Regions from separate parts of the Oryctolagus cuniculus genome. Here region 2 is linked to region 1. A link is a contact called in public Hi-C data. All regions are on one chromosome and are shown on one strand. Each heading gives the region's core, a stretch centred on a gene start, on an enhancer-like site or on the middle of the called end of the contact. The rest is flanking DNA. Distances are from core to core; before and after follow the strand shown. Region 1 has its middle 260 kb from the start of CXCR4. Region 2 holds the start of CXCR4 (C-X-C motif chemokine receptor 4).

What was found. Hi-C and Micro-C count contacts between places; a contact is called where the count stands out from the background.
Region 2: a contact with region 1 is called in a Hi-C map of an unstated tissue, with 5 times the contacts expected there. The contact joins the promoter of CXCR4 here to the enhancer-like site in region 1. A contact is called at or near these places in 2 of 6 Hi-C or Micro-C datasets (psoas muscle and an unstated tissue).

The regions. Positions count from the first base shown.
Region 1 is chr3:106,949,269-106,956,487 of mOryCun1.1, reverse strand. No RefSeq gene overlaps it. Among named protein-coding and RNA genes, the nearest start is that of CXCR4, 260 kb to the left of the region's middle. Within about 2 kb of position 2,652, at least 3 of the 8 cell types and tissues checked have an H3K27ac peak or open chromatin away from gene starts, as enhancers often do.
Region 2 is chr3:107,208,126-107,215,344 of mOryCun1.1, reverse strand. It overlaps CXCR4 (C-X-C motif chemokine receptor 4), which reads right to left and starts at 2,885. Exons shown (of 2, transcript XM_002712124.5): 1 at 2,724-2,885; 2 at 1-640. The coding sequence starts at 2,738.

The DNA of each region.
Region 1 (7,219 bases), core at 1,403-3,902:
AAATAAATAAATCTTTACAAAATAAGTGTACTGTCGAAGGGCAGAAAGAGGCTGGGGTGGAAACAGGCGAGGCTTACCTGTGAGGCAGAAGTTCTTGAGTGAGGCTTCTATACCTGCAGCATGAGTGTCACCTGGGAACTTGTTAAAATGCACATTCTTGGTCCACAGTGGGACCTGGCAGACCAGAAACTCTGGAAATAGAGCCAGGTGATTTGGATGCATGTTTAAGTCAGAGAGCTGCTGCTATGGGGAATATAAGCCAGGGCTGGGCAAATGGCAAGTGGATGGCATCCAGGACCCAGTGGGTTCCGTACAACCCTCATTCTTCTTTGGTTGCCACTTCCTGTGTTATTTACTCGATAAACACAAAGACTTAGTGGGTGAGTGCTGTGAGTGAGCCGCTGTGTCAAGGGCTAGAGATACAGGCGTTGTTCTGAACAAGGGCTGGAGAATTTGCCTTTCTAACAATTTCCCAAGTGATGCTGATTGCAGGTTGGGAGAATCCATGCTTTGGGCACCCTTGAGAGTAGCAGGCTCAGGAACCCATGTGATTTTCATAGAGTGAGTGCAGTGAAGACTTTTAGAGGGAACTATGTGGCTCTGGGACCTCCTTCTCACCCTTTCTGCCTCTTCTAGCACACAGGAGCCAGGTTTATCTGAACTCTAGTCTATTATAAAGAGATTAAAACAACATACTATGATTTCACCCCTCTCCCCAAAGGTGAGACAATTCTAAAGCCGGAGCAGACCTGCAATTATTAAGAGGCCTTGGAGAAAACCACCAGTGTTTTCAGAAAGTTTGGCCATACGGTAAGACTTGGGTTGTGTTCTGCGTTGCCCCAGCCTTACTGATGCTAGTTCATCTACCGCTTGTTTCATTGGCCATTTATAGCTTAGGTTGGTACAGTGGGTCTAAACAATTATAATGAAAAGGACAAATAAGTAGAACAGCAAATCACACTGGATTTGTGGCCACAATTCCGCAGTCAATACTCTTGGAGCTAGAAGGAGAACTCTAATTACACATTAGAACAGAAATGTTTGCTTGCGCCTCACACAAAATCCCTACTCTCTGTGGGCTATCAGCGGTTCCCCTAATCAGTTTGTGGCCAGGATTGGGTGGGCAGGTAAGAGCTGGATTTTTCCTTTGTGAACTCTTCCATGCATGAAGCATCCCGGGGGTAGTGGCAAATCTCAAAGTTTTGGGGCCAAAGTTGACCCCCAAATCCTTTGTACCTTGTGGAAAGTTATGTGATATCTCCAGATCGCCTTTTCTGTAAACTTGGGAGAATGCCACCTAGTCCGGGGCAACGTTTTTAAGGATCACATGTGAAAAGGTAGGTAAGTCACACACAATGTGTGTGATGCATAACTGTTCCCAAGCCTCCAGTTTCAGAGGGCTGGAGCTGGGAGAGGGCGAGAGGTGAACTCCTCAGCTACAGACTGTGTGCGTGTTTGCGCCATGCCTAAGGTTGTTGTATGTTGAAATGTGAGCATTGAGCGCCCAGTGGAGGGAATCCCTGGGCTTTGACAGCTCTGTTCCTCCCCAGGACATCAGACATGCCGGTCTGAAGCAGTGTCAGGAGATCACATTGGGGAATTAAACACAAGCTGGTATGGCACAGCAGACAGAACGGGTCCCTGCGGATTTGAAATAAGATGTACTTGGAGTTTAAAGGGATGTCCAAGTCCCAGTTGCTGTTCGTCAGGTGCATCCCTCTGGAATATTAACTGAGTTCAAGTTCAGTGGCAAAATGATTGGGAGGAGGAGAGTTGAAATTCAAGGGAAGGCCAGGTTGGGGGACTCTGTGGTGGGACGAGAGGGTCCAGGCTCTGATGCGGGCAGGAGGGCAAGAAGGGGCGCCCATGGAAGTAGGATGGTGAGGGTGGGATGCTGGAGACTGTCTTCACATTCTTTCTGAAGACATCTCCTTCTGGGTGAAATGCCTTTGGTGAACTATAGGCCAGTTCATCTGCCATGTGGTTGAACTGCTTAAAGAGTGTACAATTCATTGACCACCCAGAAGAGAAAATGATGACCCCAGTCACCATGTGATGAGTAGGTAGCAGAAGAGTTTAGGCTAAGGGGTCAGATTTGATCTTGAATTAGAATCCAGACTTCAAGTTGAGTGCCTTTGAGCTGGTTATGTAACTGTTCTGTGACTCCAGTCTCTCTGTGAATTGGGATCCATAACACACCTGTCTCCTAGGGCTGGTGTGAGGATTAACAGGGATAATTTAGGGAAGCATTTAGCAGAATGCCAGACTTGGGGCAAACTAGTGTCAGGATCTAGAGCTCTGCTTGCTGGATTGCCTTTCACTGCCCTTTAGTGGATCACCCACTCTTTCTGACAGTTGCTTCAGCTCTTCAAACACAGAAATAGCTGCAGTAGACCACGGGTTGGGGAAGGGGAAGGGGTCTGAGTGTGTGCAGAGAGGATCATTCATCAGAGACTGACTGGATGCTCAGGTTTGTGTTCACATTTGTGTGCCGGGGGAGGCCTGGGTGGGAGGGAGTCAAACTCACCCGAGAAGTTTGTTTGGAAAGAAATGCGCCTTCCGTTTTGACTGAGAGGAAATGGGGAGGGGATGTGGTGTAGCAGGGCCGGCTGATGAAACTTCATGGTCTTATTTCTCAATCGGAAATAGGACATTCTCGCCCTCGGTGCCTCCAGCGGCTGAGGTCCAGATTGTCAGCCGTGGCTGGGTTTGCACCTGTCACTTCTGTCCCCACTTGACTTCGGTTAAGCTGCAGTAGCAGCCACAGCAACTGGGGGCTGGAAGGTAGCCCTGCCGTTATGTGGGACCTCTTGGCAAGTTTTCCTGGTTCTCCATTTCTTAGTTCTCCAGACATACGCTAACTGCTTACTGTGTGCACCACGCGTGGGTAATTTCTTGGTGAAAAGAACAGGTACCTGTCTCATTCTCAGAGAGCTTTCACTGTGACAGGGGATAAAGCAATTGACACATGGTAGCCTACAGACATCTAGAATCAAGACTTGTTGTGAAGCCAAAGTTGAGAGTGCTACCAAGCCACATGAGAGGGCAGACCTAGTTTAGATAGGGGGCTCTACAGGGAGGAGAAATATAGTGCAGCCGCATGCAGATGGGAGAGGAAATGACATTGAATTGAACTTTTTTTTTTCAAACACAAGCCCTCCTTTCACAAGAACATGGGCCATGGGAAAAGCGGTTGCCCCGCTTCCTGATATTATTGTCCTCTGAATACACACACTCGTGCACACCCTCTTGACGGACACACATCCCCGTCAGTTATTCCTGACTTAGACGTTTCAACCTCAGGCTCAGTCTGGGCTCGCATCTCCCACGCTGCCTCCTTAACTGACTCTTGGACTCCGCAGGTTCTCTTTCCCTTCAGACCTTTTCCCTCAGGGTGTGTCTGGACGGCTCTTTCAGCCTTGATCCCATTTTCCCGTGTTGCTTTGTCCCTCCCATGTGGCAGGTGTGTGTTCAGCATGTCTATGCCCGTGTGTATGGTGCCTTTCCCCAGCGAGAATGCTGACAAGACCATCCCACATTATAGCTGAGTCATAATCTCATTCTCCACCCCACCCTGTTCATCCTGAATGAGTGAAAACTAAAACTCAGAGAAGATAAAGGCTCCCACCAGTCACTGGGTGAAAAGCTAAAACTCTAGATCATGTACTGCTCTTTGATCTTCCTGTCTTTCCTTTTGGTTTGACAGGAAGTTTGTTCTAGAGTCAACACACACTCTTTCTTTGCTCGTCCCTCCTGTTGGACCGTGTATGTACTATCCTGTGTCCTTCCATTATTCACTTCAAGAAGAGGGTGCAGTATGTTGTATTATTGAGAACCTCTCTGTGACTTGATTACCTTATCTGTCAAAAGGGTATAGCAATTCAAATAAGTAAACATTTATTAAGCACTTACTGCATGTCTAGACCTCAGCAAAGCTTTGAAGATATAAAGCTATAATACTAGATATGGTCCCTGACTTAGGGAAGCATATGGTGGAAGTTTTTGGCAAAGGAATCATTATAACATAGCAAGTATCTGTATTGAAGGGGTGTACAATACATGGAAGCTCAGTACAGACCAACTCTTTTTTGCCTGGAGCAATTGGAAAAGTTCAGTAATACCTTCTCTACCTACCCCACCTTTGTAGGTGAGGTAGGTGAATAAATGGGGCACTGAAATAGGTAAATAAGGCAGTGAAAGTATAGAGAACTGTTCATGGAGCATGCCACCCAAACTGATGATATTGTGATATTGGAGACTTTGGTGAAAACTCAAAGAAAATGATGGCTGGGACAAGAAGGAGATCAGTCATCTGTTATGATGGGCCAGTCAAATTTTACACCAGAAACTTCAGGCCCATGGCTATCATCTGTCTGACTATAATCACCCTCATTGTAAACTGATCATAGAAATGATCAAACCTACTCATTTCATTAACACAGTTGGAAGTACTCTGCGAGCTAGAGTTAGTCATCGTCATCCTCCCACTGGAAGAAGATGGAAGAATTGGATTAGAAGAGCATTTGGGATGTGGGAGGCAAGTGGACCTTTGGAATTGGAAACCCATAGCCTGCCTGTCTTGGCAGAACTCTGGGTGCTGATGAGCTGGTGAGAGACGCTCTCTCCACTTGTTCCTTGTGATCGGTAATCATGGAGATCTGAAAAGTGTGTTGTTTGGAAATAAGCAGTTTGCAAACATGAGCAGCTGTCATAAATGAAAGTACAATGTTCAGATAATTATTCCTCAGGATTCACAATAGCTTGGGTCAAAGAACATTGCCCAAAGCACAAAAACTATGCATGGTGGAAGTCTGACATCATCCCAGGAGGCATTCCTTAAAAACAAAGCAAAACAAAACAAACCATCCACTTGTGTACTGCACTTGACATTTGGGTCCTGCCTCAAACTGGAGGGCTGTGGTCACCCACGCTCTAAGAAGGAAAAATGACCACAGGGCACCCTCTGGTGGTGAGGCAGACCCACTACAGCTTATGATCCAAGTTCCTGTCCCTGAGGGAAACTTATGAATCTGAGAAACACCTTCAGGAACTGGTTTTAGTGTCCCAGTTTGGAGAGACGTCTTCTGTCTGGTGAGAGAAAGCTCTGAGGATCTTCTTGCTGGGCTGTGTGGCAGTAAAGCAGGGACCGTGCAGTCTTCCACAAATGACACGTTATTGTAGTGAACATGATGCAAGAGGCCCTATATAAGTCACTGTGACAAATGGCTAACTAAACCAGAACCAGGACCCTCTGCCTTGCACAACTCTCTCTCCTTTTGCTCTTTGCTTCCTCCATGTTGCTGGCATCAGCCAGCAAGGGATACTCTGTCTTTGAAGTTGAATCTGTGCTATATTGCTGCAGAATAGCAAGATAATTTTGGCACCCCCCCCTCCCAAATCATTGCAGGGGTCCCCTCTTTGTGGCTCTGGGAGCCTTCAGGAAGTACAGATGCAAAGAGGAAGGCTGGATAGAAACAATTCCAATGACCTGTTTTCCTCTCACCCCGGGAGGGAGGCCCCTGCACTGATCAATACACAGATGTCTCATCAGCTGTTGGTGGAAGTCCCCAGGGTGACAGAGAGCTGTGATCTCTGAGTCCGTGACTAGAGCTGACCTCAGCTTAATTTCTTGGTGGTGCTGTGTGTTATCTTGGCTGCAGTAAAAATGAAAGGAAGTACATACAAACAATGGCACCCTGATGCTGCCTGGCTTTATCTTTGGCTAAAGCTGACTTGAGGCACCCAAGTCCAGCTAGAGATGACTCCACGGGCAAGGCAGCACGACTGATTTTCCCTTTTGTGTGGGACCATCTCGGTTATCTGTAGGATCCTTTTAGGCTTATTGTTTGCATGTGTCACGATGCAACAGCAAAGCCAGATCAGAAGCTGTCTGGCAGCCCCCACTTTGCAAATCACTGGGGCAGACCAGTGATTACTGCAGCTCAGATTTGAGACAATGGGTGCTGGAGAGATGGCAGTGCAAATATGTGATGGGAGGGTTCTGTGTGCTCAGCTTTAGCCCCTAGACTATTTGTCACCTAACAAATCCTTCAGAATCATTCTTGGTCCACAGCAAAGAATGGAGAGGAGCCGGTAGTGGGCTGCCCTCACATAGGCTTGGCTGGTGAGTTGGAGAGGAGGAGTGGGGGCAGGTGGGACTGTTCCTGGCTGCTGGAGTCTCCCTTGGGTAGAGACAAGCCCGGGCAGTTCCTGGGTGACAAATAAGGCTCACAGTCTGGCCCCACCTCGCTGGAAGCAGAGCACTCAATGTGTTTCTCTTTAAAGGCAGCTTGTCAGGATCTACCACGGGCCCTGTTGAGCTCAGAGCCAGAGACTCATTTGGTGCAGTGAAATAGGAGAAGGTCTTGTGGACAGATGGTGACCCCAGAGGAGGGATCAATTGAACCAGTGTTTTTCACATTTATTTTCTACAACTAATTCAGTTCAAATACGTTGAGAATTTAAGTAATTTGCATAGTACGCGATTTACTAAAACATGCAAACCCAAAGTCAGTAGTTACTGTATCATTGCAAAACAATTTTTAAAACCGAATTTTCAGTTTTTTATATTTTAATGTTCAGACAGCTTCCTTCCAATGGAAGCTGAAAATCAGCATGTCAGAACACTTGATGATATTTAAAGCACTGCTGAAATCCTCAGAGGGAGACTTAGGACCTGACCTGTCATGTGTATACTGGTCCTAAGGGATTTTCCCATTATCATTTGGAGGAACATTCTGCCTCTTCAAAGTTCTTGTCCTAGAAGTCCTCAGAGGAGTCTTACCGAAAAAACTCCTTGGTCAACGTCCATGGACGGGTGGGGGACTCGCAGCAGGTTATGCTGAGTAGGGTGGCAGTGTGGTCATCTGCCCCAGATATTTTATCATCTGTACATGTTAGATCACCAGTGAATTTGCGAGACAGCTTCAGATGACAACTGCTCCCTTTGACTCTGCTCTAAAGACCTTCTTGTGAGCAAATTCCTCATGCTGAGAGCCCAGAATGTGGCCATTCAGCTGAATACCTGGCATGGGACTCACTGGGCGGAACACTGTGAAACTGTGATTGGATCAACAAGAAGAGATGTTCTTCTGATGTAGAAATGTCAGGTTGACAGAGCACTCAAAATCGGTCTCCTAGACTTGTACCCGACTAGACCCAGACTGAGAGTTGAGATCTGGAGGCACAGGTGAGCCCATGCCATTCAAGAAAGCCTAGA
Region 2 (7,219 bases), core at 1,636-4,135, 260 kb before region 1:
AGCAGGACAGGATGACGATACCCGGCAGGATAAGGCCAACCATGATGTGCTGAAACTGGAACACAACCACCCACAGGTCACTGGGGTAGAAGCGGTCACAGATGTACCTCCCCTCTGCCTCTCTGACATTGGCAAAGATGAAATCGGGAATAGTCAGCAGGAGAGCAGGAATCCAGACACCGACGTAGACCACCTTCTCAGCCAATAGCTTCCTTGGCTTCTGACTGTTAGTGGCATGGACGATGGCCAGGTACCGATCCAGACTGATGAAGGCCAGGATGAGGACACTGCTATAGAGGTTGACTGTGTAGATGACATGGACAGCTTTGCACAGGAACTTCCCGAAGTACCAATTCGCCACAGCATCCACTGCCCAGAAGGGAAGCGTGATGACAAACAGGAGATCGGCCACCGACAGGTGCAGCCTGTACTTGTCTGTCATGCTTCTCTGCTTCTTCTGGTAACCCATGACCAAGATGACCAGCCCATTGCCCACTATGCCAGTCAAGAAGATGATGGAGTAGATGGTGGGCAGGAAGATGCGGTTGAAATGGGCGTTTTCCTCCCGGAAGCAGGGCTCCTTTATGGAGTCATAGTCCCCTGAGCCCAATTCCTCCGTGTAGTTGTCTGAAGTGTAAATCTGCAAGAGAGGCAAAGGAAGGCACGTTCATTTCCATGTTCAGCAATTGTTCACCATGCTCGAGCTGTAGAGAACGTTTACGTCTTAAACAAGAATGCATAACACTCACGGCAGGCTAGCTTTCTGCAGGCAATTCTGAAGTCCTGGGGCAAGGGTACAAGAGAATTATCGTAGAATCCTGCAGCCCCTCTTTCCCATCTTTCCCCAGAGTCACTTCATTATATCCCTCTTTACTGGAACCAATTACAAGATTTTTTGTTAAGAACAAAAGGGCACTGAGATTCTGAGGGTTTCAAAGTCACATCTTGGCTAACTCTTCTGCCCCGCCCACTAGAGGGAGGAATACAACCTTAGGAGGAGGAGGAAAAAAAACCTACAAACACAAAGAGGCCACTCCCAGGCGGCATGGGTGTCTGGGTGGTGTAGGGGTGGAATCTAACGTTGGGTGGGGGTAGAAGCTGGGATTAACTTTTTGTAAGATTCGCTAGAACAAGAAAGAGGAGGGAGAGGCCCTGGGGTGTCCCAAAGACTGACACTCCAAAGGCACAAAACGTTTTTCCCACGCCTGTCCAAACCCAACCCAATGCTTCCAGTAACTCACAGTGGGATAAGAGAAGGCGGGCTTAAAGCGAAGGCCCTTTGGAGCTTGGGGTACTGAGGGCTCGCGTCAGACCAGCCAACGGCACCCCCTAACCCAAGAGGGCACTCATCGCGGGCGTGGATCTTTTGCCAGGCTCCTGTTTATCATTTGGCGGGTTCGGGAGGTTAGGGAGCGCGGCATTTTCCTGGGTGGGGAAAGTCACGGGGTCCGCACCCCGTGGTCCTGCCCCAAGTTTCATTTCCTCACTCTCCCGCCTGGCTTCCCAACCCCGCCACGGATCCAGTGTAAATGGGCTCCGAGGTGGGCAGCTGGAAGCCTCCTGGCGGCGGGCACGCCGGGGACCTGGTCGCCCCAGCGCTGGGAGGCCGCGGCTGCCTACCATGCCCACTGCTGGTGGGCATTGGTCCCAGGGGCTCTGCCCGGCTGCGCGCCGGGCTTGTTCCGCAGGGTGCTGGAGAGACTGGGCGGCTCCGCGGCGAGCGCCTTTGAATTGCGCGCCGCGAAAGGAAACGAAAAGCGTCCGTAGAGAGCCGGTTTCAAAAGGCTTCAGGAAACCACCGACGGTTAAACGCCGCAATTGGGCTCGGCGAGAGCCAAACGGTCTCTCCACTTGCACCTGCTTGTCTTCGCCGCGGCGGCCGGGCAGCCCAGGTGCGGACCCAACACCCTCCCGCGCTAAGTCCCAGCCGCGCAACGCTTCGCCTTCGCCGTTAGCGGCTGCACGGTGTCTCCCACACAACCCTCTGGGCTCTGCACGATCCCTAAACCTCGGGGCCCATTCGCAGCCAGGGAAGGGCTACGCGCCTCCGACGCCCGCTACGTCTGCGCCTCGGTCCCAAGGCGCTCAGGCTACAAAACCGGCCGCCTCCCAGCTGCTGCCACCACTCAGACCGCTCAGGCAATTGGCGCGGAAGGGCCGCCTTTCTTTCCCGCCCTCTGCCCACCGAGCCCGGGCACTGGCACAGTTCCGCGGGTGGCCAAGAGTTTAGCAAGCAAGTGCCCAACGGCAAGAACGGTCCACCCGATCCTTTGCCAGAAGTTAACCAAGAAGGCAGTCTCATCTGGGTTATTCAGCCCAGGCGCGATCCCCTCCACCTCCAAATTCTGATAACCTAACTTGCTCCGAGAAAACCTTGCTCTCAAGAAGAGACCGAGGGTCTGAGCGCTGGCGCCGCGCGCGCTACTTCGGTGCACTTGTGCACCGAATGTTGTTATGTTTGCAAACAGCTCGAAAACCGGCGCGCGCCCCAAGACTCAAGGGGTTGAGTGGGACACACGCAGCCACCCAACGCTCCGTTTCCAAGCTTTTCTCTGCTTACAAAGAAGATCCCAAGTCCTACCCCCACCTGGCTATAATCACGAAAACTGCCCGTGCACTGGCACTTCCAACGTTCTGGTCTCTTCTGCCCGCTCAGAAAGTGGCTGCGCTCTAAGTTCAAGCGTGGGCACGTTTAGGACAAAACAGGTTGAAACTGGACTTACACTGATCCCTTCCATGGTGACTGCTCGCTCTCCAGCCGCGGTGGCTACCGGAGCACCCAAGTCCTCGAGGACACTTTGCTACCTGCTGCCGCAGCCAACAACTGAAGTTTCTGACCGAAGCTGGACTTTTATAAAAACACGCTCCCAGAGCAGCGCATGCGCAGAGCGGGTGGGCAGGCGGGCGGGGCCGGGAGGGGAGGGGAAAGGCAGGGTGGGGGAGAAGCGCGGGCCACCAGGAGGAACACACAAGGGCTCGGGGGCAGCGTGCCCCCTTCGGAAGCCGCCGACTGAAGGCTCTTAGGGGGTTGATCGCGTCCTGGTCCCTGCGCCCGGTGGGCCATCGCGGAGGCATTCTCGAATTTGGGGAAAGCACGATGTCCCTGGAGCGAGGCGGGAAGCTTTGGCTGGGACGCGTCCGGGCGTGGCGCATCCATCCTTGCTCACGTGGATGGATTTTCACACCTGGAAATGCTAACTAACACTTGGAGACCCCCGATGCGCAGGGCGGGGAGGAGACTTGAGGGAGTGACCCAACCAGTAGGCGGCAATGTTGGAAGTGGGGCCAAGCACCTGACTCCACTCTCCGCTTTTTGAGCAGTTAAGAATCCGCTCAGAAGGTGAGGCAAGTTCCCTCCGTCGGAGCACAGCTCTCCGTGCACGTTCGCAATAATAACACCGGGGAAGCTAGGGGTTGTCATAATTACGGAGACTGTGATGGGGAAGAAGATGCGTATTCCTGCAGGAATATCCAGTGGTGGCTCCCAGTTGCATGAATGGTGCTTTAAAAATTATGAAAGGGTGCTTTATTAGAAAAGAAATGTGGAGTCTATGGCATTTTGAACTTGTACAGAATCACTCGTTATCCCCATACCGCTCTGTGAGTTTTCATGACAGAGGTCCATTTGGTCAACTGATACCTATCGAGGTCGGCCTGCGAGCCGCGCACTGTTGCAGGCTCTGCAGATCCAGCCGCGGGCCAGACGCCCGCACCCCCAGGAAACAGCAGAAACGGTTTAAACAGCAAAAGTCGGCTTGAACCGTTCCCCTCCTCCCCCGCTCCGGCCCCAGACCCGCAGTTCTGGCGTCTTCTGCGCTGGGGACAAGCGTGGGCACAGATGACAATTTGGGCTGTAGAGCTGGACGGGGCAAGGGATGAGGACTGGACGGTTAAAGCAATCGCAGACGGGATGGGGTTTGCGGTGGGCGCCCAGACAGTGCCTTCCAGCCCCGCGTCACTTGCCGCCGGCGCCGTGCCTGGGTGGGGCGGAGCCGAGAAAGTACGCGACCGCAGGCGGGAGGCCGCAGGAGTGACAACTGAGACCGAGGTGGGAGCGTCGGGCGGCGCGAGCCACGGTTGCGCCGATCCAGACAACAGACTCCCTCCACCCGGGGTGGGTCCCTAGGAGAGGGATTGCCCAGACTGGACCATAAACACTACCTCCTTCCTTATCGAAAGATAAAAGCTTGCAGCCTGGGGTGTTCCAGAGCTAGCGCGCAGGCTGAGAGCAGCGTGGTTTTCCTCTTTCCTATTTGTCGGTAGAGTCAGCACTTGCACCCCAACGGGAAAGCTGAAAGTAGTAAGCTCAGAGACCGCGGCATTAGGACATACACTCCTGTCTAGATGAGACTACTCGTGGAATCGCATTATGTAGAATTTTCCAGAAACTTTGAAGAGTGCTGTTATTTTACCAAATCATTACTACAACCCCAGGATTTTCATATTTGCATACATGGACTCGAATTTCAGCCCGGTTGCCATGATTTGCTGTTCACAAGTCGGTTTTATCCTGAGTATTAGTTGCATTTGGACTTCAAAACTCCTCTCTTCACAATGGCTAAAACCATTGTGAAGAGGGCGGACTCCCTTAAACCTGCTCCACAAGAGACATTTGGAAGAAAATTAGTTGCATAATAAATATTTGTTGATTGTTGGCAGACAAAAGAAAGCTCCTTTGTTTATCTGAAGACTCCTTGTAGATCCTTTTAGGTATATCTGCTGGAAGGAAACCAGTAATTAAAAGAACAATGAAATGCTGTTTGTTGTCTATCAAATTAGCCAAAAACATTTTTTTAAAGATAATATTTGTTTTCCAGATTTGAAAAGACCAGCTGTCTCTCACTTGTCACTGGTGGGAATGGGGGTTGGGACAGTCTCCCTGTTACACATTTTGTATTCAGTAGGGAGCTTGGAACAGCAGTTTACCTTTAAAAACTTGCCCTAAGGAAACAGGGCTTGTGCTACAAAGATACTTGTGGAAGCATTATTTATGATGGTGAAATAGCTGTGTAGCCCTAAATGTCCACTGTTTACTGGAAGAGTTGAAAGTGTTTCTATGCATCCATATGTGGAATTTTGTGTGGACACTGCAAATGGTGCTTGTGGAGAATTTTTATTGATATGGGAAAATACTTAGGAAACATTAAGTGTAAAAAGTAGGATTTAAAATTGTGTGTATCTGAGGTTGAAATATGCAGTAGGACAAGATTGGGAGGAAAGCCACAATTTCTTTAGCAGTTTCCACTGGGTGTGGAATTATATTGGCTTTTTATTTTCTTCCTTGCACTTTTCTATGCTTTCCAAATTCTCTGTAATAGACATGAAGCATTTTCACATTCAGGAAAAATGTCAATGAGTTCCTTTTTTTTTTTTTTTTTAAAGATTTATTTGAAAGGCAGAGTTACAGAGAAAGAGATGGAGTGACAGCGAGAGAGAGAGGTCCTCCCTCTGCTGGTTCACTCCCCAAATGTCAGCAATGGTTGGAGCTGGGCCAAACTGAAGCCAGAAGCCCGGAGGAACCTCCTCTGGGTCTCCCACGCAGATACAGGGGCCTAAGCACTTGGGCTATTCTCCACCGCCTTCCCAGGCACATTAGCAGAGAGTTGGTTTGGAAGTGAAGCAGCTGGGACTTGAACCAGTGCCCATCTGGGATACTGGTGCTGCAGGCAGAGGCTTAACCTAGTATGACAGAGCACCAGCACCAATAAGTTTTATGACAAAAGAAAAAGGAGCTAAAATGTCCTTCTTCTCATATTCTTTCACTTCCTGAAGTATCCACTTAGATATTTCTACTAGATTTGATGACCTTTTCCCTAACAGTCCTCTTTTTTTATGTTTCAAGGAACGAGCTCTGTTTATTTTTCCCTGAGCTAATCCTACCTAATTTCTTACTCTCAACTGCTGTATGATGTACTTTATAAAATGAATAGGGGTGGGCATTTGGTGTAGCCGTTAAGATTCAGCTGCTTGGGACACCACCTCCCGTATTGGGAGTGCCTGAGTTTGAGTACCGGCTCTGTGCTGATTCCAGCTTCCTGCTAATGTGAACCCTGAAATGGTGGGTCCAGGAGTTGGGCCCCTGCCACCGACGTGGAAGACCTTGTTTGAATTCCTGGTTCCTACATTTGGGGAGCATTTGGGAAGTTACTCTCTATCTGTCTCACAAATTAAAAAAAAAAATCTGAAAACAAAGCTGATGTATTGAGTGCTTGCTGACCCTCGATAATCCCCTTAACAACTCTGCAAGGTGTGTGCAGGTTCTGTCACCGCTAATCCAGGGTAAGAAATCGAGGTCTGGTGAGAGTGCAGAAGCGTCTTCGATCACATGGAGCATGTGCACTGGGTCTGTCAGGCTCCAGAGCACAGGCTCACCCCATCACATCACCACGTCTCCCTTTCTCTGGCCTCTGCAGTCCATGCTCGGCAAGTTCTCTCTGAAGGGTCATTTGGCATTTACTTTTGTACTTCTAGAGGGGCATCCCTTGTGACGTTATTCAACTTTTAAATGTTAGAACACACACTCATGACCTCTTCCCCAAACATTTTAGCTCTCTTAAAGTCAGTGTCCAGATGTCCTCTATCCAGCTAGCCCACTTCTGACCAAATTGTGGGCTCCCTAAGCACTCATTGAGCCTTTATTCAAAGAATTAATGGCTTTTCTGTATGGCTGTAGCAACAGAGCTGGGCTTAGGAGTTGTCAAGACATTGGCAGGGTCCCCAAGTTACCAGGTTGGCTTTAACCCAGAGAATAACGAGCCTTGGCCACAATTTGAAGAGGAGGCATACAAATCCAGGCACACAGTGGCAAGCATCCTGCCACCTCCTGCTGCTCACTCTACTGCTGAGTATGTGTGCCTGTGTATGACAGCAAGCTCTACCATGTCCCCAACCAGGCTCCAAGTCAGGGGAGAAAGCTTAGGAACAGAGCTCTTCCTGATGGTGGGGACAGGAGGAGGTGGCAGTAATGAACTTCAGAATGTACATCACTCACCCCTCCCTTGTCCCTTAAAAAAACTGACCACATTTCTTTTTGAAAGGAAGCAAAAAAGTGCAGGCTTCCTTGATGGTAGGAGAGAATACTCAAAGGGACAAAGTTAATGTTTTCCCAAGCGATTAAAAAGAAAAGGAGGCTATTTCCCAAGGGGCATGTAATTCTAGCAGAGGGTTACAAATCTCCAAGAGACAATGCTATCAGATGTCAACTATTTCCGAGCTGGTG